Regions from separate parts of the Mus musculus genome. Here region 2 is linked to region 1. A link is a contact called in public capture Hi-C data. All regions are on one chromosome and are shown on one strand. Each heading gives the region's core, a stretch centred on a gene start, on an enhancer-like site or on the middle of the called end of the contact. The rest is flanking DNA. Distances are from core to core; before and after follow the strand shown. Region 1 holds the start of Ggt1 (gamma-glutamyltransferase 1). Region 2 holds the start of S100b (S100 protein, beta polypeptide, neural).

What was found. Capture Hi-C pulls out chosen DNA fragments and counts their contacts.
Region 2: a contact with region 1 is called in a capture Hi-C map of macrophages, with 8 times the contacts expected there. The contact joins the promoter of S100b here to the promoter of Ggt1 in region 1. A contact is called at or near these places in 10 of 39 promoter capture datasets (the C10 cell line, embryonic stem cells, frontonasal cranial neural crest and 6 more) and 1 of 9 other capture datasets (macrophages).

The regions. Positions count from the first base shown.
Region 1 is chr10:75,560,944-75,567,239 of GRCm38.p6, reverse strand. It overlaps Ggt1 (gamma-glutamyltransferase 1), which reads right to left and starts at 3,108. Exons shown (of 15, transcript NM_001379537.1): 1 at 2,982-3,108; 2 at 2,335-2,419.
Region 2 is chr10:76,250,748-76,257,043 of GRCm38.p6, reverse strand. S100b (S100 protein, beta polypeptide, neural) reads right to left here and starts at 3,208. Exons shown (of 3, transcript NM_009115.3): 1 at 3,086-3,208; 2 at 1-17. The coding sequence starts at 9.

The sequences.
Region 1 (6,296 bases), core at 1,859-4,358:
GTTCTCCCAGAGGTCCTAAGTTCAAATCCCAGCAACCACATGGTGACTCAAAACCATCTGTAATGAGATCTGATGCCCTCTTCTGGTGTGTGTCTGAAGACAGCTACAGTGTACTTAAAATCAATAAATCTTTTTTAAAAAGAAAGGTTTAACACGAACAAATAAACAAAACAAAATTCCCAGGGACTGGAGAGATGGTGTCATGGTTAAGACACTGGCTACTCAGATGACTCAGCGATCAAGAGTATGGATTGCTCTTAATTCCCAGCAACCACATGGTGGCTCACAATCATCTGTAATGAGATCTGATGCCCTCTTCTGGCATGCAGGTGTACATGCAGATAGAGCACTCATATACATTATACAAAATAAATCTTAAAAAAAAAAAAGAGGGGGGCTGGAGGTTAAGAGCACTGACTGCTCTTCTGAAGGTCCTGAGTTCAAATCCCAGCAACCACAAGGTGGCTCACAACCATCTGTAACAAGATCTGACGCCCTCTTCTGGAGTGTCTGAAGACATCTACAATGTACTTACATTTAATTAAAAAAAAAATCTTTAAAAGAGAGAGAGAGAGAGACTGGCTACACTGGCTGCTCCTCCAGAGGACCCAGGTTCGAGTCTCATCACTTGCAAGGTAGCCCACAACTGTCTGTAACTCCAGTTTCAGGAGGTCTGATGCTCTATTCTGTCTGTCCTCCGGGGGCACCAGGCACACAAGCAGGCTACCGGCACACATACAAGCGGAAACACCACACACAGAAAATAAAAAACACACAGTGCTTTTGGCGGGGTGGGGAGGCCAGGGCCTAGAGAGGGAGCAGATGTTATGATGGGAGCCAGAGGAAAGGGTCAGAACTAGAGCTGAGACCAAACTGAGGTAGGAAGAAACCTGTAAGCTTAGAGGCTGGAGCTGGAGACTTCCTGAAGAGGCAGCTTCGGACAAGTCATGGGTGGTGTGGAGGAGGTCTCTTGACTTCCCTTGGCCTCACCCTTGAACTCTTAAGGTGTCAGGGCTGGAAAAGCCTACGTGCCTAGACCTTGAAAGTTCGGCTAGTCTGGACTTTGAGAACCCTGTGAGGCTGGTGAATATATCACCATGCTGGGTAACCCATTAACCCCGGCTTGCTCATTAAGACCCTTGCGGGTGTCTCTTTGCTCCTTGGTTTGCTCTGGGGAACTGGGCAGAGGGCAGCTGTGAGAAGGGGTGTTGGTGTGGACACTGGCCCAGCGGGGGCTCTCTGTGTGTTTAATTTCTGCAAGAGCTTTTGCTGGACAGTGTGGCCTAGGGCGGGGCTACACCACCTGCTCCTTTCATCTTAAGGTCACTCCTCTTTTAGGAGTTCATGCCCTGGGGGGACCTTGGCCAGGCAGGAGACTTAGGAACACATTTAGGGGGTGGCTTGGGGAATTACTCCAGCTCCCCTGCAGAGAAGTGGGTTCACAGTGGTCCCCAAGGCACTTCCTGTTTCAAAGGGCTTATCTTCCCGCACTCCATCTTAGAAAACCCGGTCCTAGTAAAGCCAGACTTGAGCTGTCAGTACCGGAAACCAAATGCTGGAGGGTTGCAGCTTAGTGGGTTGGGGAGGGGTTCAGCCAACCACTTCCTGAAACTCTCTTCGTACAGTCCAACCACACCCCATGGTAGTACTGACTTACCTGAATGTCAGGAAGCTCTGGGCAGGGCTTGAACCCCCAGTGGGTAAGGTTCACAGCTGAGGTCGATAGTCTAAACCTCAGAAGTCAGTTCAAGTAATTGAGATGGGTGGGTCCTTCCCTCCCCACACTCCGGTTCTCTTGGGACAGGATCTCCCTCCCCACCCTGAAAGCCAGCAACCCTGAGACTCCCCTGGTAAACTGGTGGGATGAAACTGACTTCAAATCCAAAGTCACAACAGCTTAATGAACGTGAGGATCACAGATTCTCAACCTTCCCTCTGATTTTCCAACACCCTAGAAAAGTCCACCCTTGGGGGGAGTTCTTCATCTCTAAAAGCAGCTGGCAAGTTCTCCCCTAGCGTCGAGCCCCAGCTTGTGACTCCTTCGGCTCATTTTGGATGGGTCTGGTCTCAGACCCTTCTAATCATCCCAGGCCACAGATCACAGATGCAGGGGACACCCATGCCCTGTGACTACCTGCATAGAGTGCCTGACCACACATAGACCACAATGACCAGACAGAAGAATCCGTAAATGGGCCACTGTTACCCAACGGTGTTGAGGAAGTACTCTCTGAATGACCACACCACAGCAAGGTCAGATTTTCTGCCTTCTGCCCCCCCCCCCCGCAAGCCTGGCTTTTTGGTGCTGCCCGTTCACCCCATCCCAGTACTCGCCTTTGGTGTGAGTGGAGCCTGTACTTAGCCAAGCGCGTGGGCCTCCGGGATGGTCAGCTTGTTAATTCCTGGGAGCATTCAGCATCTGGTGAGTGAAGTCCAACTCCAGAATTCATCAGCAGAATAACAGAAATGTGCACCCCATAGCTCCCGGTTTCATGCCTGACCTCCCTGAGAGCTGGGGACCTGGGAAACCTTCCCTTTCTGGCCTTGGTTTCCTCTCCAGAGAGGATCAAGGGAGCTTGAGGACTGGATGAAACAGACAGACTTCAGAAGGCTCCAGAGCTCTTCAAAGCCTCAGTGTTAGCCTGGCTCTGACTCCCAGCTCTGCAGTCACTTCTGCCCCCCTTCCTGCCCGCCCCCCTTCTCAGGTGGCATTTATTGTATCACCTGGTAATTATCTGTGCTGTCTGGCATCTCTAGGGGGGGCTGGGAGGGAAGCCCTGTCTTACCCATGTCCTGGTCTCCTCACTCCCGCCCCTACCATCACATGCCACAGTCTGCAGGAAAGCCAACTAACTCACTTGTGTCTCACAGCCTCCTGGACCACAAGGCAAGCAAGCACACCTGTCCACCCACAACCTCCCTGCGACTTAATTGGTACCTAAACCGCCCAACAATTTCCCTACACTCCGTCCTCAGCTTACCCAGAGCTCCCTTCCTCTTTACATCTTCCATGCTGAGCTATATCACATTGCACATAGAGTCCAAGTCTGAGCCACCCGCTGTGTCAGATGCCCAAGGTCAACAAGTCCTAACCTGAGCTAAGCAACTACCTTCCACAAACCTCTACCAGCCACAGAAGCCAGAGTCCAGCCCTTCAGAAGCCACCCCCTGCCTCTTCACTGGTCCCTTCCAATTGGTGTTATCTGTGACCTCCTCCAAGCCACACCTAGTACCCTCCCCCACCACTCCTATCACCTGGTGACGCTTGCTCACCAGTGGTTTGCAAGGCTGCTGTTACCTTAATGGAACATTTTCCTCTCCCGCTGGAAAACCCTTCAAAGGCCCCCATTTGCCCTGCAGAGAAATTCTTGCCTTGCTGGTGCCTGCCCCTGCCCTTTCTCTGCCCTCAATGCTCCTGCCAGGACATTTTACAGGCTAAAGTCGTCTTCCTTCAGACTCCGCTAACTTATGACACCTCCCAAAATCTTTCTTGGCTCCCAATTCTGAGGAAGTCTAGGCTGCATGCACAGTGCCCAGTCCTGAATGGATCGATGCTGAGGAGTGAATGGTTAGGCTCACTGTAAAGTAAGAAAGAGGGGCTAGGTGTGGCCCAAAGGTAGAACGATCGCCAAGCATGCCAAAGATCCTGGACTCAAATATCAGCACTGATAGGAGAAGAAAAATGTCACAGAAGATTAATCACGTTAAAGAATAAAGGCGCACTTATGCAACACTATGCTATGCCAGTCTCTAATCCTATAATGCCATCGCCATTTTACAGACAAGGAAACCGAGGGTTTCAGAGGCTTCTGTGGTGTCTTGTTTTTTTTTCCCCCTTCCACCAAGTTCATGCCCACTAGGGAGAGCTCAGAGTGTGACCTTATTTAGAAACAGAGTCTTCACAAGGTAATTAGTTCGGATGAGATCATACTGGATTAGGGTAGGCCCTAAATACAGTAATTAGTGGTCTTACAAGATGGCCGGTTGGGTAGTCGCACAGGGAAGACAGCCATGTGGAGTAGGAAGCTGAGGTCAGCGCGACACAAGTACAAGCCAAACAGCCTCAAGGATTGCCAGGAAGCTCAGAAGGAGGGGAGGCAAGGAAGGATATGGCCCCATAGTCCTGGGGGCAGTGGGGGAGAGGTGGGGAGCACGGCTCTGCTTACATTAGATTTCAGGCTCCCAATAACCGGGACTTGCTGTTTTAAGCCATTGAACTTGGGGCGCCAGGTTGAAACCATCACAGGACCCTACTTTGTCTATGGCTACACACTCGGCCAAGAGCAACACAGGGAACGGAAAGCCTCTTGCCGCCTTTCCTTCTGGGGAAACTCCGTCTGCAGGCAGAAGACCCATTCCTGACAGAGTAAGCTCAGGGAAATGGTCTCCACGGAGGATCTATCTGCCTCCTTCCTCCCAGAGAAGGTTTCAAAACCATTCGGTGGCTGGGCGTGGCAGGTCAAATCTACTTTGGAAGTAGATAGAGGAAGATCAGGAGTTCAAGGTCATTACCAGCTAAGTAACTGAAACCAGCCTAGGCTATGTGAGACTATCCCAAACAAACAAACAAACAAACAAACAAGGAACAACAAACAACAGAGACTGAGTCCTAGTCACGATTACCAGGAAGCTGGAGATGACCTGATTACAGATGACCTGGCCGAATTAACAGCCTTGAGTTGGTTTGAGTTTGGGCTTTCTGACTGTGTGAAAGAGACCAATGGTGGAGCTGGTTCAGTTCCATACCCTTCTGTATGTAGCCTTCCACCATACTTGCCAGGCACTCATATCTTGGCTTCCTCTCCACGCCTGATGGGTTACCTCACGAGTAGTGAAGGTCTCAGAACAACTGAGCTATAACTGCTGCCCATAACTTATCCACAAACAGTTCCCACGTGGGGCCTTATATGTCCCCACCAAGACCTGAAGTCTGAGGACATCCTCCCTCTCATACTCCCTGCCTCCCATGTATATAGTATTCTGCTTACATGCATGCAGAAGAGGGCATCAGATCCCAATACAGAGGGTTATGAGCCACCATGTGGTTGCTGGGGATTGAACTCGGGACCTCAGGAAGAATAATCAGTGCTCTTAACCACTGAGCCATCTCTCTAGTTCCCTGCCTCCCATTTTTTTATACCCCCATGGGTTTAGCTAAGGGTGACAAGGCTGCCATGAGGAACCCAGGTCAACCCTCTATGCCCAACATCATCCCCAGAGATTGAGAAGACAGCATCAGATCTCTGCCTCACTGTGGGATTGCCAACGAACCCTGCTGCCCAGGACAGCTCCTGGGAGAAGGGCCAGCAGCCTTCAGCTCAGTAGACTTGGGAAACCCGTGAGGTAGAATGATATCCTCACTCCAGAGGAGACAGCTCAGTCTATGGGGGCTCTTGTCCAAGTCACAGAAACAGTGCCCAAGAGCCAACTCACCTAGGCACCAGGATAGCAGGCGAACGAAAGCTCGCCCAGGGATCTGGGTCCAGAATTCACACTTCCTTTTTTCCTGGAAAAAAAGAAAAAGGTCCTCTAGGAATTTCTCCGCCAGGGAGAGTCACAGAGGAGGAGCTGGGTGTGGGGGCAGTCCTCTACCTGCCACAGGACTAAGTTCTAGGCATTGTGACACTTCCAGTCCAGGCCAGCTCCTTTCTTTCTAGCTTAGTGTCCAGCCTTCCCTCCCTCCCTGCTTTCTCCTCCCCCTTGGCTCCCACCTTCCTCTTCTCGCACTCCAAGGTATGATGCCTAGCCCTGGCTTAGCCTCCGGAAACAACACGGTCAGGATCTGGGAGGAATCCATGTCTGTCTCCAGCCCCGAGGATGCAGGGAAGAAGAGGGTTTACCTGGCTCTCAGCTCTGGACAAGGGGGTCTGAGAAGGCCCTGGGATACTTGGACTGGAAGCTCAAAGCTCTGGCATTCGCACACTGTCAATTCAGCCACAGCCTTGGCCCTGGCAGAGGGCAGACTGGGTCGTCATGCAGGTTTGCCAGGGAGGAAACCTGTCGTGCCAAGGTGGCCGGCCCTAGGACAATGATGCTGCAGAGGAGGGGATGGGAGGCTGCGTGGAGGGTAGCGGGGGAAGAAGGTCCAAGAATCAGGAAGGATGCTGACTTCTGCCATGTCTGAGGGTCTCAGTCCTAGGGCATCACAAAGCCTGACATCCAGTCTCTCACCTCTACCTTCAGTTTCTGGTCAAGCATTGCTTGACCCAAAGGAAGGATTCTGGCAGGTATCTCTCACTAAATGCCCTAGGATGGGTCTACTCTCACATCCTTCAGCTAGGCTTGCACACTTGCCC
Region 2 (6,296 bases), core at 1,959-4,458, 690 kb before region 1:
CTCGGACATCCCGGGAGCTGCAGAGGAAGGATACGTTTTCATGTTTTCTACCCTGTTCTTTGGAGAGCTTAATACGTTGTTCTCAGGCCTCAGCTCAGATGAGGGGTAGAGAGGCCTACCAGGGAGAGGCATCCTGGGATCCACGCTGACCAGGGTTCATCCTCTTTTGCCCAGGCCCACCCTGTCCCTTCTATGTCCCCATAGGCTACAGAGCGAAGTTTCCAAGACCATTGGTTTCTGGTTGGGTTTGGCCAATGAGAAACTAGCAAAGATGCTAATGCAAAGCATTAGGGAATGACTCCGGGTCTTCCTGGTGGCTATTCCCAATCCCAGAGGTCTCCAGGATATACCATCAGCTGATGGATTTAAGAAAGACACTAAGATGACTAGTAACAAGTAAATATCTACCTGTACACACGCACACACACACACACACACATCACTATCAGTGAACCATTTTTAAAATGCAGTAACAGCTTCCTCATACAGCAATAATATCAGGGGTTAGGAGGAAAAATGCAGGTACTTCCAAAAGATTCTGAGGAACAAGATTAAGAATGTTCTGGCTAGTTTTATATCAGCTTGGCACAAGCTAAAGCCCTTTCTCAGAGACAGGAACCTCAATTAAGAAAAACGCCCTCATAAGATCCAGCTATAGAGCATTTTCTTCAGTAGTGATCGATGAGGGAGGGCTGAGCCCATTGTGGGTGGTGCCATCCCTGGGCTGGTGGTCCTGGGTTCTATAAGAAAGCAGGCTGAGCAAGCCAGTAAGCAGCATCCCTCCATGGCCTCTGCATCACCAGCTCCTGCCCTCGGGATCCTGCCCTGCTTGAGTTCCTGTCCTGAATCCCTATGATGATGATCTGTGATGTGGACGCCAAAGCTGAATGGCCCTTCCTCCCCAACTTGCTTTTTGGTTATGGTGTTCATCTTAGTAATAAAAACCCTAACAAAGAGCTTATTTTCATTTGAATTAATATATTAGTTTAAGATGTATAAATAAAATATGAGTGAGGTTTTTTTGGGGGGGGATGGGGGACAAACCAAAAATATATATATAAAAAATAAAGACTGTAAAATTCCTGTACCAAGTTTTTGAAAACTACCAGTGAAGTGACCTTGCAGAAACACGTACTCCAAGGTCATATGGTTCTCCTGGCATCCTGACAGGGCGACGGAGGCCCAGCCCTGAGTTCTGTGCTTGCTTCATTGGCCTGGCCTCAGAGTACAGCAGCTTCTTTGTGAACAGGCATGCATGCCTGAGAGAAGCAAACAGCCTTTGCAGTGGGCACCTGATGCCACAGCCACAGCCCGGGGATTCAGGGAGGGCCGCTCGATTATCTGAGGAACTTCATTAACATTAAGCCATTAAGGGTGGCTCTGGGATCATTTTAGAAACCAGCCTCTTAGGCAGAGACATTTGGCAGCTCCTAGCCTCGAGTTCTGATCCTTAAACCAGAACCTGCACTGTCATAATTAAACAAAGGTTCAAAAGTCATTTCCATGTTGAACATGTTACATTTTAGAATACAACTTTCGTAGCTTTTTACATTTTTATTAAGGATCTCCCAAAAGAAACGAAGGTTTTCGCCCTGTATTGGCTCTCTGGTTCTTTGGTTTGTTCATGTTTTCCAAAGACACCTGAAGTACCTCATATAAGAAGAACAACCCAGATAGACAAAATGTAACATTCTCTCTTAGTCTCTTAACTTGAGTTTTTAGTTACTGTTGGTCTTTTAGCTAAAAGAAAATCCTATGTGTCTGGGTGTTTTGCCTACAGGTATGTCTCTGTAGCGTGCATGCCTGGTGCCCGCAGAGGCCAGAAGAAGGTGTTAGATCACTGGGAACTGGAATTACAGTCAGTAATTCCATGTGGATGCTGGACTGAACCATCTCAACAGCCCCGGTTACTGTTTTTGTTTGTCTTTTTTTTTTATGAAAGAAAATATGTTTAGTCCCATGGGGAGGGGAGGGAGGAGAGGGGAGGGAAGGACAGGCACAGAATTATCTGCCCTTTTTCCTTTTTAGATTGAGATGGGGGTCTCACTGTCCCCAGATTCTCTTCTAAATAATGATCTCCTTGTCTCTACTCTCCCAAGGGTTGGCTCATACCCAGCACAGTTATTGATTTAAAAAAAAAGTCTTCAGAGATTCTGTGTCATACTGATACTGCTCAAAGTCCTAACGGCTGGGGGAGGGAGAGCTAAATGATCTTTTTGTGGATAAGGACTAAGACTTAAAAGTAAATGGTGAAACACCATATCCCATAGGCAAAAAATAAATAAATAAATAAAAATTTATTTTTTCATGACTATATTAAAAATTCAAAAATCTCCCTATTCTTTCAACTAAGGAAGCATTGGTTTGTTGTCTGCCTTCTAAGACAAACGGATGAGTCTTTATAAAGAAACACAGGGCTGGAGCTTCTTGGGATGGCACTGCCTGTAAGGTGAGGGGTCCCCACAGAGACCACCCTTCCCCAGGAGGGATGACAGGAAAGTCAGGAGCCACCCCCAAACCTTCATCTCTCTGTCCCAATTCATAATGATTTGAAAAGTTTCAACTGCTTTGGATTTTTCTTTTTTGAGCAGTGTCTGGAGATGTAGCTCTTGGCGTTTCGAATAGGAAAACTGGAAAAGCTCACAGGGGTGCTCCAGGGACCCCGGGAAAAGTTGCCATGAAGAAAGGGGAGCTGCGGTTGGAGATTTGGGGTAACCCTATTCCAGGAAAGGAAATCCTTCCCTTAGGACTCAGAGAAGACGCACTGTGCGCCATCTCCAAAAACATCGGCAGTCATTCTGAAGTTCTAACTATGGCCTAAGGTTTCCCTGGTTTAATGAAAACAAAACCAAAGACAATCCCCCCGCTGTAACACAGACACTGCATAGTCAGTGTCAGCCGCAGTCACAAGGAAACAGTAAAGGCAGCCTAATCAGCAGCTCTGAAATGCCACCAAATGTCCCCAAAGGTCTCTTAAAAAAAAAAATTCTTAAAGCTCAGTTCCCATTCTATCCCTGTCACCCCTCACCCTCCGAGGAAAGAAAAAAGCAGGTTTTCTCTTGGGTCCTGTCAGTGGCTTTCTCACCTCCTGGTCACCTTTGCTGCTGGAGTCCTCTCTGGCTTCAGTGTCCGAGTAACAGGAGTGTAGACAGAACAGCTTCTTATTCTTCCTGCAGAGAGAACTGGGTGTGGGCTTGGCGCAGTCCACTGCAGGCTGAGGCTGCCAATGGGGGCCAAGGATAGGGAGGAGTTAGACACCCAGGCCTGCATACAGGGCCCCATTGAGTGGTACCCTGGGGATCCACTGGGCAGCCACAACTGGACTTGATCTAGAAAGAATACGGGTCTGTTGGGTAGGAAGTGTAGAGTCAGCTTCTCTGCACCTTTTAAATGTATTACATGAACATTGGCCCAGTTCCAAAGGCAAGGCTGGGGTTGGGAAGAGGAGAGAGACAACGTGGGTGAATTGATTTAAACAGCAAATCTGCAGCCAAGAACTGGAAACTTCTCATGCTGAGTGCTGGAGACTGTGTGGCCCTGACTGGCTTCTAAGGAGGCCTCTTGAACATCTTGCTTGTCTGCCAGCTTCCTGGTCCCCTCCTGCAGGTATGCCATGCTGGGGCTGGTGATGCTGGGTAGTGGTTACCCCCAGACTCCTCTTTGAGCCCAGTATTCTCAGGGACCAGCATGCAGTAAGTTAGTTACATACTTAGTACTTGTTGCACCTAGGGAAAGACCTGCCAGCTCTTGTCTTGGGGCTCTCTCTCCCTACCCTGGTCAAAGGTTATGAGTTGTCTGAGCCAGAAATGCCTGTCCTGTGCTGTGCTCTTTTTGCATAGGGAAGAAATGTTGCACCTCTTGTCAAGGCACAAAATGACCCCAGAAAGCAGTCTGTTCCTAACTGCCTATCTTCAGCAGCACTACACCTGAGCTTCAAATGGCATCAATTGTGCGCTCTTGCCCAGAAATGAGCAGTTGAGCTGGAGAGATGGCTCAGAGGTTAAGAGCATTGGCTGCTTTTCCAGAGGTCCTGAGTTCAATTCCCAGCAACCACATGGTGGCTCACAATCATCTATAATGAGGTCTGGTGCCCCCTTCTAGTGTAGAGGTGTACATGCAAGCAGAACACTGTATACATAATATCTTTTTAAAAATAAAAATAAAAAAAAGAAATCAGAAGTGAGCAGTCCTTTTGAATAATCACACAGAAGCAATGGCCCAAGCTGACCAAGCAAGAGAGGATAGCTTAGTCACACTTCCCTTTGCCCCTCGTGTTCCAAGTGTCTGTGGGAAGAGCTACATGACAAAAGACACCCAAATATCACAGAGACCAAGGGGTTGACTAGACATGTTAGGGCTCCAGTAAAGCTTCTCCACCTTGAGGAAAGGGGGCAGTGTCTCTTAGCTTTGGGGCAGAGGTATAAACTCCTACTCTGGTTCCTCCCTATTACAGGGGGCAACTCACCATTTATCTACATGAGATCAAAGCCACTGGTTCACAAAGATTAGGTCCCCTACTCTTCTTAGTCCCCAGTAGACAATAAAAGGGAGACTCAGGGAGACCATGATAATCATGACTGGGAAGGTTCCCTCACTTTGTGAGGTTGCTCAGGGTACTGGATGATCAAGGCATCTCTAACCCCTCTCTGGCCATTTTTCAGTCAGTTACACTGACTTTAAGGAGAGATCTTCAAACCCCTGTGTGTGTGTGTCTGTGTGTGTGTTGATCATCAAATCCCAGACAAGCCCCTGCAAATGGTACAGGAGTCTTGGGTGAGGAGTCTCTGGTTCCTGTGGAATAGACAAAGAATTCTACATCCTGGAAAGAAGACACACTCAGGAAAATGAAGTGACAGTTAGAGAGCAAGATGGGCCGCCGAGGTCTGGCAGCTGGAGACCTGAAGTAGGAGACATAAAAGCAGTCCCTACAGCCCAGTGAGAGTAGCCGAGATCCTCTGAGGCTCCTAGACAGAAATGAGGCAGGGACACCAACATGGCTGCCACTGGGAGGAAAGTAGAGATCCTAAGGGTCCCTGGCAGAAAATACCAGTACAGAGAATGTGGACAGCAGACAGAGTGAAAGTAAGTTACAGATTGTATCGATCGCCCTGGAACTGGCCTTAACATTTTATTATTTTTTCTTTCTTTACTTATTGTTTATATTTATTTAGGTGTTTTGAGACAGGGTTTTTCTGTGTGGCCTTGGCAGTCCAGGAACTCGCTTTGTAGACCAGGTTCATCTGGAACTCACAGAGATACACCCACCTCTGCTTCCCAAGCGCTGGGATTAAAGGTGCACTGCACTGCCACAGCCAAGCCACCCTTAACATTTTTTTTTAAAGTTAGTTTTTGGATAACTTTATAGTCTCAATCACCTAGAATGAAAGTATATCCAAATACTAAAGTCGTTGAGAATAGAAAACAGATAACAAACTGGGCTTTAAAAAAACCAAAACCAAAACAAAACAAAACAAAAATCCACAAATGTGTTGGAAAGATATAACTCAAAGAATAAAAGTCACAGTGTTTATAGAGAGCCTGATTTCAGATCCCAGAACCACATTGGGTGGCTCACAATCAATTATAACTATTGTTTCAGGGGATTCAGCTCCATAGGCAGTATACTTGTGTTCTTGCATACACACTCACACACCACAAACACACACACACACCACAGAAACACACAAACATACACCACACACACACCACACAAACACACACATACCACAACACCCCCCCCCACACACACACACATATACCAAAGACTTTCAAAAACTATACAAGAGCTCGGGTCTTACCTACAAAACAAAAAACAAAAACATTACACTTTAGAGTATGGGCTATTGACATCCCAGGTGGCTTCCGGTTATCTTAGCCTTCAGCCTCTCTAGCGCCTGCTTTTGGCATGACCTACTCAAATTGTTCTTTGTCCGCTTTTCTGTCCACCCCCTAGACCTGCTATCCATCTGTCTGTTGCTTTGTCTGGCCCTGGCCCTGCTCCTTTGCCTCTGCAGCGGGACTCAGGGCTGCACAATAGCAGTAGCTGTGCTTGCTCACCGATCTCCAGCGGGTTTTTATTTTACCCCTTAGAGACTTCATTTGTTTCCATTTCCTAGCTTTAGCTTTTTAGCAACTTAGGCCTCTTTGAAACATCTTTAACTCTTTGTAACCATTCTGTATCAGGTGTGTGTGTGTGTTGGAAAGATAGCTCAGTGAATAAACATTTGTAATGCTTATAGAGGACCTCATTTCAGTTCCCAGCACCTACATTGAGTGGCTCACAATCAGCTGTAACT